Linked DNA regions of Mus musculus: regions 2 and 3 are each linked to region 1. A link is a contact called in public Hi-C data. All regions are on one chromosome and are shown on one strand. The core of a region is the stretch at or near the end of the contact, and the rest is flanking DNA. Distances in the headings are between cores, read along the strand shown.

Region 1 (4,254 bases), core at 1,623-4,122:
CTGGTTTAATTTTAAACTGATTCCCCTAAGAATTAATCTCACAGATAAAGTTTAGAGGTTAATAATATGCAAGTGTACCACATTAGAGTCCAAACAGCATCGAAATCAAAATCTCTTCTCTAAAGCATTGCTTTTAAGATTGGGTAGGGAGCACAAATGCCCAAATTTGTTGCCTCTCCACACTAGCTTTGAAAATGTAACATTTTGAACCTTACATAAAACACACAGCTTCTGGTAAGTTTGGTAACAAATGACAGGTATATGGGAGAATGGAGCCCAAGTCAATTTAGCCACCAATTTTCCTAGAACAGTATCTATAGTGGGTCATGATCTCTACTTAGGCTTTAAAAAAGTTTCAGGCGCAAACTAATTGTTAAACACATAAGATGTAGATTGGGGTGCCTCCAAATCATGAGAGAAATTTTGCAAAAGGCGGGGGGGGGGCGGGGGGGGGCGAGAGAAAGCACTTTCTCAAGAGGAAGGGAAGCACTCATATTTACTCAGGGTTAGTAACTAAAGCACTTACTTAAGGCTGGGGAAACAATGTAATTATTTTCCAGGAGCTAAAGTTATAGTGAAAGGATCTATAGCGCCCAAGTCTAAGCAGCTCAGACCTCACAGAAACAGATAACTGTTTCAGTCCACTGTGGAAACAACTTCTCAAGACTCTCTATCTTCCCATCATGCCACATGCAAATCAGACTGAGAAATTACTTTTGGACCCAAACCTGCGGTAGCAAGTTCCCCCTGTCTTACACTACTCGCAGAGTTTAGGAAACCTCAGCTTGGGACCGAAGAAACAGGATCTCCTATGTTTTGCACGCTTTCAGTCTTCTAACACAGAAAACCTTGCTCTCTTATCAAGGGGCAAATTCCACTCGCCTTCCAGAAGACCAGCGGGGTGTTCCTTTCCGGGAGAGCGAGGCTGCCCATGACACTAGGCAGTGGAGACCCTCCGGGCTGGGGAGATGTTTGACTCAACAATACACAGGCATTACCTTGCAGAGCAGCAGCGTCGGCCGCCTCCAGGTCCCGGTAGATGTGGCGAACCATGCCTGCGGTCTCCTCATTGCTCTGCGTGTTGATGTCCCAGAGAACCAGCAGCGCCCGGCGCCGGGCGAACTCGAGAGCAAAGAGGCGGCCCAGGCCGCTGCCCGCGCCCGTGATGAGGCACACCTGGCCGGCCACGCTCTTCTCCTTGGGCCGCACCAGCCAGCGCGCCGCGGCCAGCACGAACGCCCACAGCACTTTGAAAGTGACCACGAAGAACTCCACTACGATGTTCATCGCGACGCCCCGGGTCCCGCAGCAGCCCAGCACCGTGTCCTCACTCTCCCTGCGCCAGACAGCCCAGCTCCTGGCCCCGGAGGCGCTTGTCACCGCGATCCGGACGCGAAGGCTGCGCCCGGAGTCCGCCCCCGAGGTGCTGCGGGGCTGAATTGCGCGGGGCCAGTTCCGCCCGGGCTCGGCGCAGTGGCCACGGGCTGTGCCTGCCGCTGCTCCCGGCTCGGCGCCTCCTGCTGGCGGCCGCCTGTTTGTCCCACAGCGTCCGTCCGTCCGTCCAGTCCCGCTGCAGCGGCGGTGACAGCCGCGAGTTAGGCGACGCGCGCTGCCCTCATGGCCAAGCCGCCGCCGCCCGAACGTCCCCGGCGCTGCTGCAGCGGCTCCCCGTCTTCCTAGGACAGGGGTGCGCCGAGCGGATGCGTCGGGACGCGGGAGTTGTCAACTTGACTCAAGTTGCGGGAGGGTGCGGGCAGCGCCGGGAAGGGCCGACTTGCGGGGCGCACGCGAGGGCTGCCAACCGCTCGAGCTGCCAGCGCGACTCGGGTCCCCTGCCCTGCACTCGCGCCGCTGTCACTCGGGCACGGGGCCCCGCAGCGTCTGAGCGTTCCCAGCCGGCTCTGAGGTAGCTCCACACTCCGCGCTATATAACCCACCGCCGGGAAGCGCCGGCCGCTGCAGTGGCATCGGCCCTCCCTCAGCTCGGCCCTCCCCGCCCCCGGTCGCACCCCGCCCCCGGCCCAGCCTCCCCTCCCCGCTCGCCCTCCCGCCGGCCGCCCCACCGCGCGGGGCAGCCCCTCTTCCACGACCGCGGCCGAAGGCTCCCGCCCTCGTCGTGCCACTCTTCGCGGCTCACGCCCCCTGCTGAGGGTCGCCGTGGCTTGCGCCTGCCGGGTCCCGCAGCAGCGAACCCCCCCATCCTCCTCGGACCTTCGGGTCATCACTCTTCCCGGTCTCGCTGCTTTCGCCAACCGAGGGACTGTGGACCTGGCGGCCGATGATCAGGCGCTGCGGAAGACAGCCCGGCAGTCGGGCGGAAAAAGGACCTCGGCAGCGCAGCCGAGGTGGGGGAGCAGGGCTGCGTGGCCACGGGCCGCAGAGAGCCGGAGGAGGTGACAGACAGTGATTTCATAGCTCAGCTAGCCGCTGAGGACGTGAAGCCTCATACTCTAGTGAGCCTAATGGGAATCACCGCCGCGAAGGCTGCCCAGAGTGTCGGTCAACGTCGCCCTCCAGCCCCGCGGGTTATGCAGCGACGCATGCTGGGACTTGTAGTTCACATCCCTGAACATGCCTTTTGGGTCCAACGAATTCCGCAGAGCCTGACCCTAGGGTTGTCAACGCAACCTGGAGAAATTAAGCCCAGAGCTGACGAGGTGTCCCCACTCTATTCATTAAAAAAAAAAAAAAAAAAAAAAAAAATGTATTCAGTGCATTTGTTTTCCGATGAGTTTTACCATAAAGTTGGCTGGCCGTGACTAAGCCAAGCTGTTCATTTTGCGCCAGCAAAGTGCAAAAATCTCAATTCTAGATTATTTTCCGGCTTATCTCAGGACAGCTATAAGGCGTGGGGCTTCGCGCCCTGAGACCTTTAAGGAGACAGTGCGCATGCGCCACCTTTCTCTCTTCTTTTCCGGCTGGAACCATGGAGGCTGTTCCGTAAGTCGATTCTTCTCTCCCCCAGAATCCTTCTCCATCCCCCAAACTAGAGGCATTTTGTCTCACTTTTCCTGTATCTGAGTGTAGCCTGGAACCACTGCCTGCCTGTCTGGGTGTTTGTGACGCCGTGTGGTACTAGGAGGGAGTGCGGGGGGCCTCCGCGCGGAGGCCTTGGCAGTACCAGGAGCAAACTGAGGGCAGACTGCGGATCCGGCTACTTGGGCGGAGGTCCGTTCTTCGGTAGAATGTATTCCGCGGAATCATGGAACGAGATCCTTTGTAGCTAAAGTTATCTTAGCCGGCTGCTTACCGGCAGCCTCCTGCATATGGAGCTTGAGACTTGATCGAGGATCAGTGAGTCCTGGAACCCAAAAAGTGTGCAGTACAGTTTTTTCAGTGTGACTTGACAACTTGTAACAATTCACAGGCCAGGACTGATGGCTGGGGTTAGGCATAAATCTCTTTAATGTCATACATGTTTACCTTTAAGTAAGGTGTGTATAACGTGAAGGTTGTGGGCATGAACGCTGCATCTCCAGTAGAGCTTTCGGGAACGACGGAGATGCTAGATGCTGCCGGTTTGAGTGGGTGACAGTTTTAACGTAGTTCTGAGCACCTAGTGTGTGTGATACATCACCAGGAAGTTTTTTGACCTACTAGTAATTCTCTACAAACAACAGAGAGAAGAAAAAGAAGGTTGCCACTGTGCCAGGAACCCTTAAGAAAAAGGTTCCTGCTGGGCCAAAAACTCTCAAGAAAAAGGTTCCCGCTGTGCCAGAAACCCTCAAGAAAAAGCGAAGGAATTTCGCAGAGTTGAAGGTGAAGCGCCTGAGGAAGAAGTTTGCCCTGAAGACAGTAAGTAAACTTTGGAGGTCTTTAGTGGGCCAGGGAGCTTATTGGGACTGAGCGTGGGGTGAGATTGAAGAGAGATCTTCCTGGTTTGATATTCTCAAGTCATCCTTGTATAAAACTGATGCTGTGCTCTGTTTCAGAGCCAAGAATTATGACTGACTGGCCATTGGTTTTTCAGCTTCGAAAGGCAAGGAGGAAGCTCATCTATGAGAAGGCAAAGCACTATCACAAGGAGTACAGGCAGATGTACCGCACTGAGATTCGGATGGCCAGGATGGCAAGGAAAGCTGGCAACTTCTATGTGCCCGCAGAACCAAAGCTGGCCTTTGTCATCAGAATTCGAGGGTGAGTTCACTTTGCATCGTGTTCTGGCAGCAATGGCTGTATTGTGCCTGCCCTTAGGAAGGGGGCCGAGAATTACGGGGGGCGGGAAGTTGTTTGTGAAACCTGTGCCTAAGCTGC
Region 2 (3,895 bases), core at 561-3,060, 8.6 Mb before region 1:
GGGTTTTTGTTGTTGTTTTTTGTTTTGTTTGTTTTTTGAGACAGAGTTTCTCTGTGTATCTGTGGCTGTCCTGGAACTCACTCTGTAGACCAGGCTGGCCTTGAACTCAGAAATCCACCTGCCTCTGACTCCCAAGTGCTGGGATTAAAGGCGTGTGCCACCACTGTCCGTTTAATTTTTAGTAAATCACATTTTGCACCTCGCAACAGTACTTCTCTACTGCCGGGTTGTTCCTGATTCAAGGCCACAAACTATCCAAAGGCTACTTTTCCACTGGCACTTTCTTCCAACAGTATCCTCTCCCAAGTCCTATTTCCCTTATAAAATCATATTTTCTCTTTCAATGCTTAAGATCTCTATTTCCTAACTTATGATCAGCCCCCTCTTAAAAAGCCACTTATTATTTTGTTTGTATCCTCCTAGATAAAACTACTGTATCCACAGTAAAACTACTGTGCTTTAAATGCTTTTTCATTAATCAAGATACTCCAACTCTACGTTCCTGCTGGTAACATGCTTATTTTTCACTAAACATATGGGCTGGGAAAGCCAGTGAATTCTCTCCTAGTACAGGGCTAGATAGCCTCCCTCCAGGACACAAGCTAAGCATGGCCCAGGGCAATGGGATTTGTTAAAGTGAAGGGAGCATGCCAGTACTAAGACTGAATTTAGGGTTCCTGAACATGCAAGGCAAGTGTCGTGTGCGTGTGTGTGTCTGTGTGTGTGTCTGTATCTCTGTGTGTGTGTGTGTGTGCGCGCGTGCGCGCGCTACCTGATGAAAAACTGAAAAACTTGACTACCTGAACAAACTACCCAAGGGTCAGTATAGGGAATCTGAAACACATCGGACGAGTTTCAAAATGCAAACACTAACTGACCATAGGACTGAAGTCTTTGTAGAGTGGGGAAGGATTTGACAATATGAAATGTCATAAGAGAAGCAAACTAAACGAAGTCAGAAAGTAACAACCAGGTCACTCTGAGTCACTACAGTTGGGTTTTGTGCACCCAATGATCAGAGAAGTCTGGAAAAGAAGGCACCTGAGGTCAGACAGGTAATAACCTCCCGCCTGGCCAAGCGGCTCTACAGCGTTCTAAGTGGAATGTAATACCTAGAACGTGACACTCACGTCATCAAGGCAGAATCGCACAATGGGCGCGGGGAAACAAGGGGGGGCGGGGGGGGAAGGAGGCATTTAAACAAATAAACAATTGATTCTGTCAGAGCCCAGAAGCCTGGCCCAGAGGCGGTGAGGACTCCAATTCAAGCCGTGATCACGCCTTTCTCCACCCCGAGGGTCGCTCGTCCCCAAACTCACCCGCCAGCTACATTCTCAGACAAGAGACAGAAGCTGGCTGAAGTTAGGAAGGAGACCGCGGAGGATCAGCGCCTCTTCGCCTTCCTCCGGAGACCCTCGCGGACCCAGCAGAGAGCAGGGCGGGCGAGGAGGGTCCCCGACAGGCGAGGCCAGCGCTGGCCCGCCCTCCTCCTCCTCCCACCCCCTCACCCTGGGAGAACTCGGAGCGCCTCCCCTACCAGGAGCAAGAGGCCGAAGATGCACCAGCCGATCACCAGCTCGGCCGCCGCCGCCGCCATCTTCGCTTCCGGTCCGGATAAGCCCAAAGGGGTGGGGAGGGAAGGCACGGGACGGGACGGGACGGAACGAAGAGGGACCCGGAACTGCGCAGCCTAAAGGTTAAAGGGGCGGAGGGGCAGAGCGGAGGGTTGCCAAGGAGACCCGGCCCGCGAGCGTCCCCTGGCGACCAGCCGAGCCGAGGCGGGGCGCACCCGACGCACCGTGACGTCACCACGCTGCCCGCCCACGCGCGGCCTGCGTGCCACTTGATCTTGCTGGCACTCTAGGAGCTTTACGGAGGCAGGGCTGTGTCTGTGCCTCTGAATGTAGAGTGACATTACGGGTTTTCATTGCTTCCAAAAACAAGGTTTTGATCCCATTATGCAATCAGAAGTCATCCTGGTGCAGGAATGACTCAGAATAAAAGAATGTCATCTGCCCAGATGACTTTATAATTTGCTGATGACCAGGTCACGTCATTGCTTGACGGCACTGTGCTACCACGTGATGTTTCGTTTTGTTTTGTTTTTTCCATCTGCGCGTACCTGTGAATTTCCATGATGGTTTCATACAATTAAAATGTCCGAGTCTATGAACTGTAGGTGCTAATAATATGCTCAAGTGAACAAAACAGAGATTGTTGTAAATCTTATGTGAAGCTGAGGGAAAACCTGGGATGCTTGCCTGGGTCCCGTGGTGTATTAGTGTGTATTTAAATTGAATAAACAAACCCCGGCGTGATATTTAGTTTTGATTGTGGACGTTTGTCTGTGGGCTTGATACAATGCAGAACCATCTCGGAAGACTCAGTGACAAATTGTCTCGAATACATTGTCCTGTGGGCTTGTGAGGGATTTTTTCCTTTAATTGGGCTGAGGTGAGAAGCCCCACCCTGAATGTGGGTGGTAACATTTCCACATCCCTGGACCAGAACTGAAGACTTACTTAGCATGCGTGCATAACTCATTGCTGTGTGCGCTTGACCTTGGATGTGAGTAGCCACCTCTAGTTCCTGCTGTCTATAACATCACCACAACAATGCGCTGAAACCTTGCACTGTGAACCCAATAAACACTTCCATCCTTAGGACACTAAGACACTTAGGATGCAGTCAAAACAGTTTATGGATGAACTCCATCGTCGCTATAGTTTATTCTGCTGTGATATTATTACTCACCTTGGTCTTATTTCTGACTGGAAGTCTGCAGTAGTTAAGGGTTGGGTAGAAGTGTCGAAATGAGAAGAAAGTGGAAACAGAATGTGTTTTATATGAACCGGTCCCATCAGAAACTCTCTGGTGGAAGTGTGTGTCCGTCTCTGAGATCTCATGTGTGTCCCCAAGTGCATCACCAACAAGTCATGCTTGTGCTTTACTTCTTGAGCCAATGCCTTTTAACCCTTCTGTAGTAGGCTTGCTGGTTAGAGGAGATATCAAAAACCACCTGAGACCAGTCATCCCTGTTGTCTTCAATGGCCCAAATCCTCTTTGAAAACGATCACATAATCAGTAATTTTGTGAGCACAAGCTGTTCCTCCTGAAGCTGCATTTCCCTAATTCTGCCATGGAACAAATAACTTACTTTTGCATATTTCCATAGGATTCAGATCCCATTCCACATTGGTATGAATCAGACAACACCTTTCTCTATATCGTAGTATTATGTCCATTTTCAAATAGGTTCCTTGAGACCTCTTCCATTAGGCAGTTGTCCATCACTAAGTGAAAGTACTTGAGATAATCAATTTATAAGTCTTATTATGGTTTATGATTTCAGAGGTTAGAACCCATGGTTATCCAATCTATTGCTTTGACTCATGGTGTCTTACATGGTATATTATGTAAGACTGTGTGGTAGAGAAAAACTTTACCTCATGGCAGCTGAAGAACAAAAATAGAGGAAGCGACTGAGTCCACTTGTGGTGGTTTTGTAGTTCTACCTCCTCTGTTTCCTCTCTAAAGTATCCAGACACAGCTGATACACACCAGGTTTGAAGGATGAAGCAGCATTCGGAACCAGTGGGGTCTACAGGACTCCAGTCTAGTGTGAGCAGGTGCCAGGGAGAAGGCCTTCTCCAAGGATTTTGATGAATAGCTCTCTTAGACCATCTTAGCTTGTGTACATACCTTTCTTCAGGGAGGGCTTGTATGCGTACACTTTATTCAGGGCAGAGAAGGACTATATATGAGCAGAGAGAAAGAGAGAGAGAGAGAGAGAGAGAGAGAGAGGTAGAAGATGAGAGAAACTGGATTCCTCAGACAAGGTTCCAGAAAGGGAAGCCTTGCTGGTGAAGGAAGTCTTCCATTTTGTGTGGAGATC
Region 3 (4,215 bases), core at 1,033-3,532, 9.9 Mb after region 1:
CAGAGAATAAGCATCAACAAAGGAGTACACATGGCTCCTCCTGCATATGTAGCAGAAGGTGGCTTGTCATGCATCAGTGGGAGGAGAGGTCCCTTGGTCCTATGAAGGCTTGATAGATGCCCCAGAGGGCAAGGGAGGTGGGAGTGGGTGGATGAACACCCACATAGAAGGGAGGATGGGATAGGGTGTTTCCAGAAAGGGGAGGAACTGGGAAAGGTGATAACATTTGAAATGTAAATAAGGAAAATACCCCCCCCCAAAAAAAGTCTCGGTTTGTGACTGTCTCTCTCCTTCGTTCTACAGATGGTGTTGGATCTCTCTAGAGCTGGACTTACAGCAGGTGGTGAGCAATATAAAGTGAGTGCTGGAACTGAACTGGGGTCCTCTGGAGAAGTGAGTGCTCTTAACTGCTGATACATTTCAAGCCCCCAAATATTTAAAGATTACATTTATTTTATGAGTCAATTTGCCACAGTACTTGTGAAGATTAAAGAACAAGTAATGATATTCAGTTTTGTTTCCACCATAATGCCATACATACTATCATGTATCTTACCTGAACTGCATAATATAAAAATAATTTTACACTACGGCACTAACATTCTGGCATCATATCTAATTCATCAAAACTATATAAAATCCATGACTTTAGAGAACATTTTCTAATTGTATATTTTACTTTACAGTGTATATTAACTATGAAACAAAACCCAAATTACCTATAATACTGAATTAGCTTTTACTCTATCAGACCAAGACTATAAACACAGGGCAGTATCAAATGTCATTTGCTGTCACCAAAGGCTATGGGAAGAACAGAATAGTAGTGAATTATAATCTGGATACATATTCTTTGGGCAGCTACTGACCAATTTTTATATGGATAGTGAAGGAAAAACTGATGTCTCAAACAATGAAAACAGATCACTACGTTTTTGTTTTCATAATTACAAGTCAATAATATTAGAATTAAATCCAGCAAAAATCAGTAATCTTAAGGGCACTCATTAAACATCTGAGAAAGCTGAAACTACTAAGTCTCCTTATGACCACTCAAGTTCTGCACACACTTGCAGACTCACTAAACTTAACAGAAGGGTAAAAAGGAAAAGTAATGCTTTTAGGACCTTAGACAATAATCAGTTTTATGATAAGCAAACTACGCTTCCTAGGTCCATAATGCAAAAAGAATTCTAGAGAAATGTGCTAAGTACTATGATTTTATCTAAAAAGTACATTGCATAACCCAACATGCCACAATCTGCTTCTCTAACCTCCTTTCTAAACCAGCAATTGATATTGGTCATTTTTCCTTCTTTAAAATGCCCAAGGGTTATCTAAACACACACATATGAGATATATGTTACTCTAGTTCAGTGTTATTTACAGGTGTACTTTGTAAGATCAATCAACATGTGAGGAACAGATTCGAGTTCAACTGTTTCCCAGACTTGCTATATCGACTGACACTCAACTCTGTGCCTTTACACATGCAGGGTCCATGAGCCATTTTAAAAAAAAACAAAAAAAAAAAACTACAGCTCGGTGTGGTGGCACACGCCTATAATCCCAGCACTCGAGGCAGAGGCAGGTGGATTTCTGAGTTCAAGGCCACCCTGGTCTACAAAGTGAGTTCCAGGACAGCCGGGGCCATACAGAGAAACCCTGTCTTGAAAAACAAACAAACAAACAAAAAAAAAAAACCAAAAAAAATTACTATGCATAAAACTTGAATGTTAGCCGGGCATAGTGGCGCACGCCTTTAATCCCAGCACTTGGGAGGCAGGCGGATTTCTGAGTTCGAGGACAGCCTGGTCTACAGAGTGAGTTCCAGGACAGCCACAGAGAAACCCTGACTCGAGAAAAAAAAAAAAAAAGCAAAAAACAAAAACCAAACAAACAAAAAAACTTGAATGTCTACAGAATGCCTCTTCCTACTACTACCCCTCAATCCTGGCATTCTATCTTCAGTAACCTCTCATGGAATATGCCTTTAATCAGAGCCTTCCATATTTTTTATTTCTTCTCTCTCTCATACCTCCAAATGGGTCCTTTTGTCAAGTAGACATAGCTTCTTAAATTCTCAAGACAATAAGACACCTTATCCAAAATTTCAAACCCACCCTCCAATAGAGACACACACTTCTTAATCTTGGCTTGCTTCTATGTTCACTTATGTTCTCACTTTTCTTCTGAATGATAAGAGACTGGAGTTTGCCTGCTGCTGAATAATTAATTACCAAGGCATCACTAATGAATACTTACCACAGCTTACTCTGAGATGTGTCAAGTCTTGGCAAAAGGGGGCCAAGAGCTGAAGGTCAACCTCAACTACAATGTACACCTCTAAGCAAAGCTCTCTTAATCAGGTAGTCGTTGAAACATTTTCCTCTCAGGTCTAACAGTGGCTCAGGGATATTACACCTTACAGAGCATGCTGGAAACTGAGTTTTAGTCCTAGCAGTACACACTAACAAGGCAAGAAACAAAACAAATAAACAAAAACAACTGGGGGAGACACCAGTCCTTTCATCTTTTGTCCTTTGGCTTTTACAGATCTATGTGTAAAGTCAATCTGCTGTGCATTCAAACCCTGATGTTTGCCATAAAGAGTGCTGCCTGTTCCCTCCATCTCCCCCCACCCCAAGAGAACCCTCTTCTCTCCAGGCAGAGGGCTGCTTCATTGTCTTCCCTAACTCAAAATAAAACAAAATTTTTAAATTTTGCCTAAGTCCACTAACCAATTACATTAATAAGATTTATCAATGTAAATGCTACATTATGGGCCTGACACACCCATGGCATAACTATGTAAATACCATTTATTTTGTTTTTCTTTTTTCAAGACATGTTCTCGCTATGATTCCCAAGACCACCTTAACTTACTGAGTAACTCAAATAACTTAAAGCCATCTTTCTGTCTCAGCCTCCTGGAATGTTGAGATGAATATAGCAGCTACCTTCTAAGCCTTGGCTAACGTTTAAAACAGATATAAATGCTAAAAAACATAACAAAAACTTAATTGGAAAGCGATGATTTGCGTTGTATTTGGTAATAAGACTAAATAAAATATTTCACACATAACAAGTCCATTTATAGATCCCCTCCCCCAAAAAGAAAAACCACCTACTGAAATACAGTACCAACATTTGACTAGGAACACAGATTGGTTCATTTTTAGGCTGCTTCTAAACTGCTTGCTAGCTTTGCAAACCCTCAGATAAGTAAGTCTCACCAATTCTTTACAGAAAATGGTTAGCAAAATGTATAAATTTTAACGCTCATAATAGACTTGTCAACATCCGCACCCAACTGAATGTCTTGCAGGGACTCTATCAATAAGTGAGTCCACGAGTGTTCCGTGGCATCAGTCCTATGTACCAGTTCATGGAATGATCACATTTTAAAGACTCATGACGGAAGGGACAGGATTACGAAACCATAAACAGTCACCATAGCACATCCACCACTCTGTAGAGAAAGTACTGACAGCACGTTCGAAAGCTGTCATTTGTACCAAGTTTTGGTACTCCCATAAGCCCCCACCCCAAATCCATCTGCGGGGCGAGCGAGGCTGAGTCATTCCAAGGAGTAACTTTACACCGATGCTTGCACTCCGGGGTCGGGACAAAGGCATCACCTCTAGGTTCCTCCCGTCAGGGCACTCCGGCCCTGGCCCAAACCCTCTCCGGTTTCCCGAGCCCGACACTCCAGTGCACCGAGCCCTGGAGACGGAGGCCGCGATTCAGGCCTCGGGTGAGCACCGGCGTCCTGCCGCTCCCGCGATCCTGTCAGCGGCCAGCGGGCCTCAGGGTCCCCGTAGGACTGCCGCGGCGACCCTCCGAGCCGGCGCCGCCAGACGCTCCGGCGAACCCGTCAGGTGCTGAGCGGCCGGGCCAAGCCCGCCGCCAGATGGGAGCAGGGGCGGCACTTACCCGGCAGCGCCTCCTCCGCCCGCGGCAGCAACACAGCCGGCGGCCCTCCGCACCATCTTCTGCCGCCGCCCTGGCCTCGGCGGCGGCTATCAACCGCCCCTGCGGCGCCGCCAACCGACACAACCGTCGGCGCCCAGCCGCCGAGTACCCGGCGAGGCCCGGAAGGATGGGAGTCGGGCGCAGCCGCTGCTCCGGCCCCTCGGCTCCGCGCGGGGACCCGAGTCCGCCGGCCGAGGCACTGAGAGCTTGGCAGGGCTGGGTCGCGGCCGCCGTGGGGTT

What was found. Hi-C and Micro-C count contacts between places; a contact is called where the count stands out from the background.
Region 2: a contact with region 1 is called in a Hi-C map of regulatory T cells, with 15 times the contacts expected there. The contact joins the promoter of Lmbrd1 here to the promoter of Rpl7 in region 1. A contact is called at or near these places in 3 of 484 Hi-C or Micro-C datasets (CD4 T cells, CD8 T cells and regulatory T cells).
Region 3: a contact with region 1 is called in a Hi-C map of regulatory T cells, with 14 times the contacts expected there. The contact joins the promoter of 4732440D04Rik here to the promoter of Rpl7 in region 1. A contact is called at or near these places in 4 of 484 Hi-C or Micro-C datasets (CD4 T cells, CD8 T cells and regulatory T cells).

The regions. Positions count from the first base shown.
Region 1 is chr1:16,103,051-16,107,304 of GRCm38.p6, reverse strand. Rpl7 (ribosomal protein L7) reads left to right here and starts at 2,872. Exons shown (of 7, transcript NM_011291.5): 1 at 2,872-2,940; 2 at 3,621-3,795; 3 at 3,971-4,137. The coding sequence starts at 2,927. It overlaps Rdh10 (retinol dehydrogenase 10 (all-trans)), which reads right to left and starts at 1,423. Exons shown (of 6, transcript NM_133832.3): 1 at 999-1,423. The coding sequence starts at 1,287.
Region 2 is chr1:24,676,459-24,680,353 of GRCm38.p6, reverse strand. It overlaps Lmbrd1 (LMBR1 domain containing 1), which reads right to left and starts at 1,810. Exons shown (of 16, transcript NM_026719.2): 1 at 1,538-1,810. The coding sequence starts at 1,597.
Region 3 is chr1:6,214,679-6,218,893 of GRCm38.p6, reverse strand. 4732440D04Rik (a long non-coding RNA gene) reads left to right here and starts at 2,282. Exons shown (of 2, transcript XR_001778783.2): 1 at 2,282-2,338; 2 at 3,494-4,215. It overlaps Rb1cc1 (RB1-inducible coiled-coil 1), which reads right to left. Exons shown (of 24, transcript NM_009826.4): 1 at 3,937-4,215.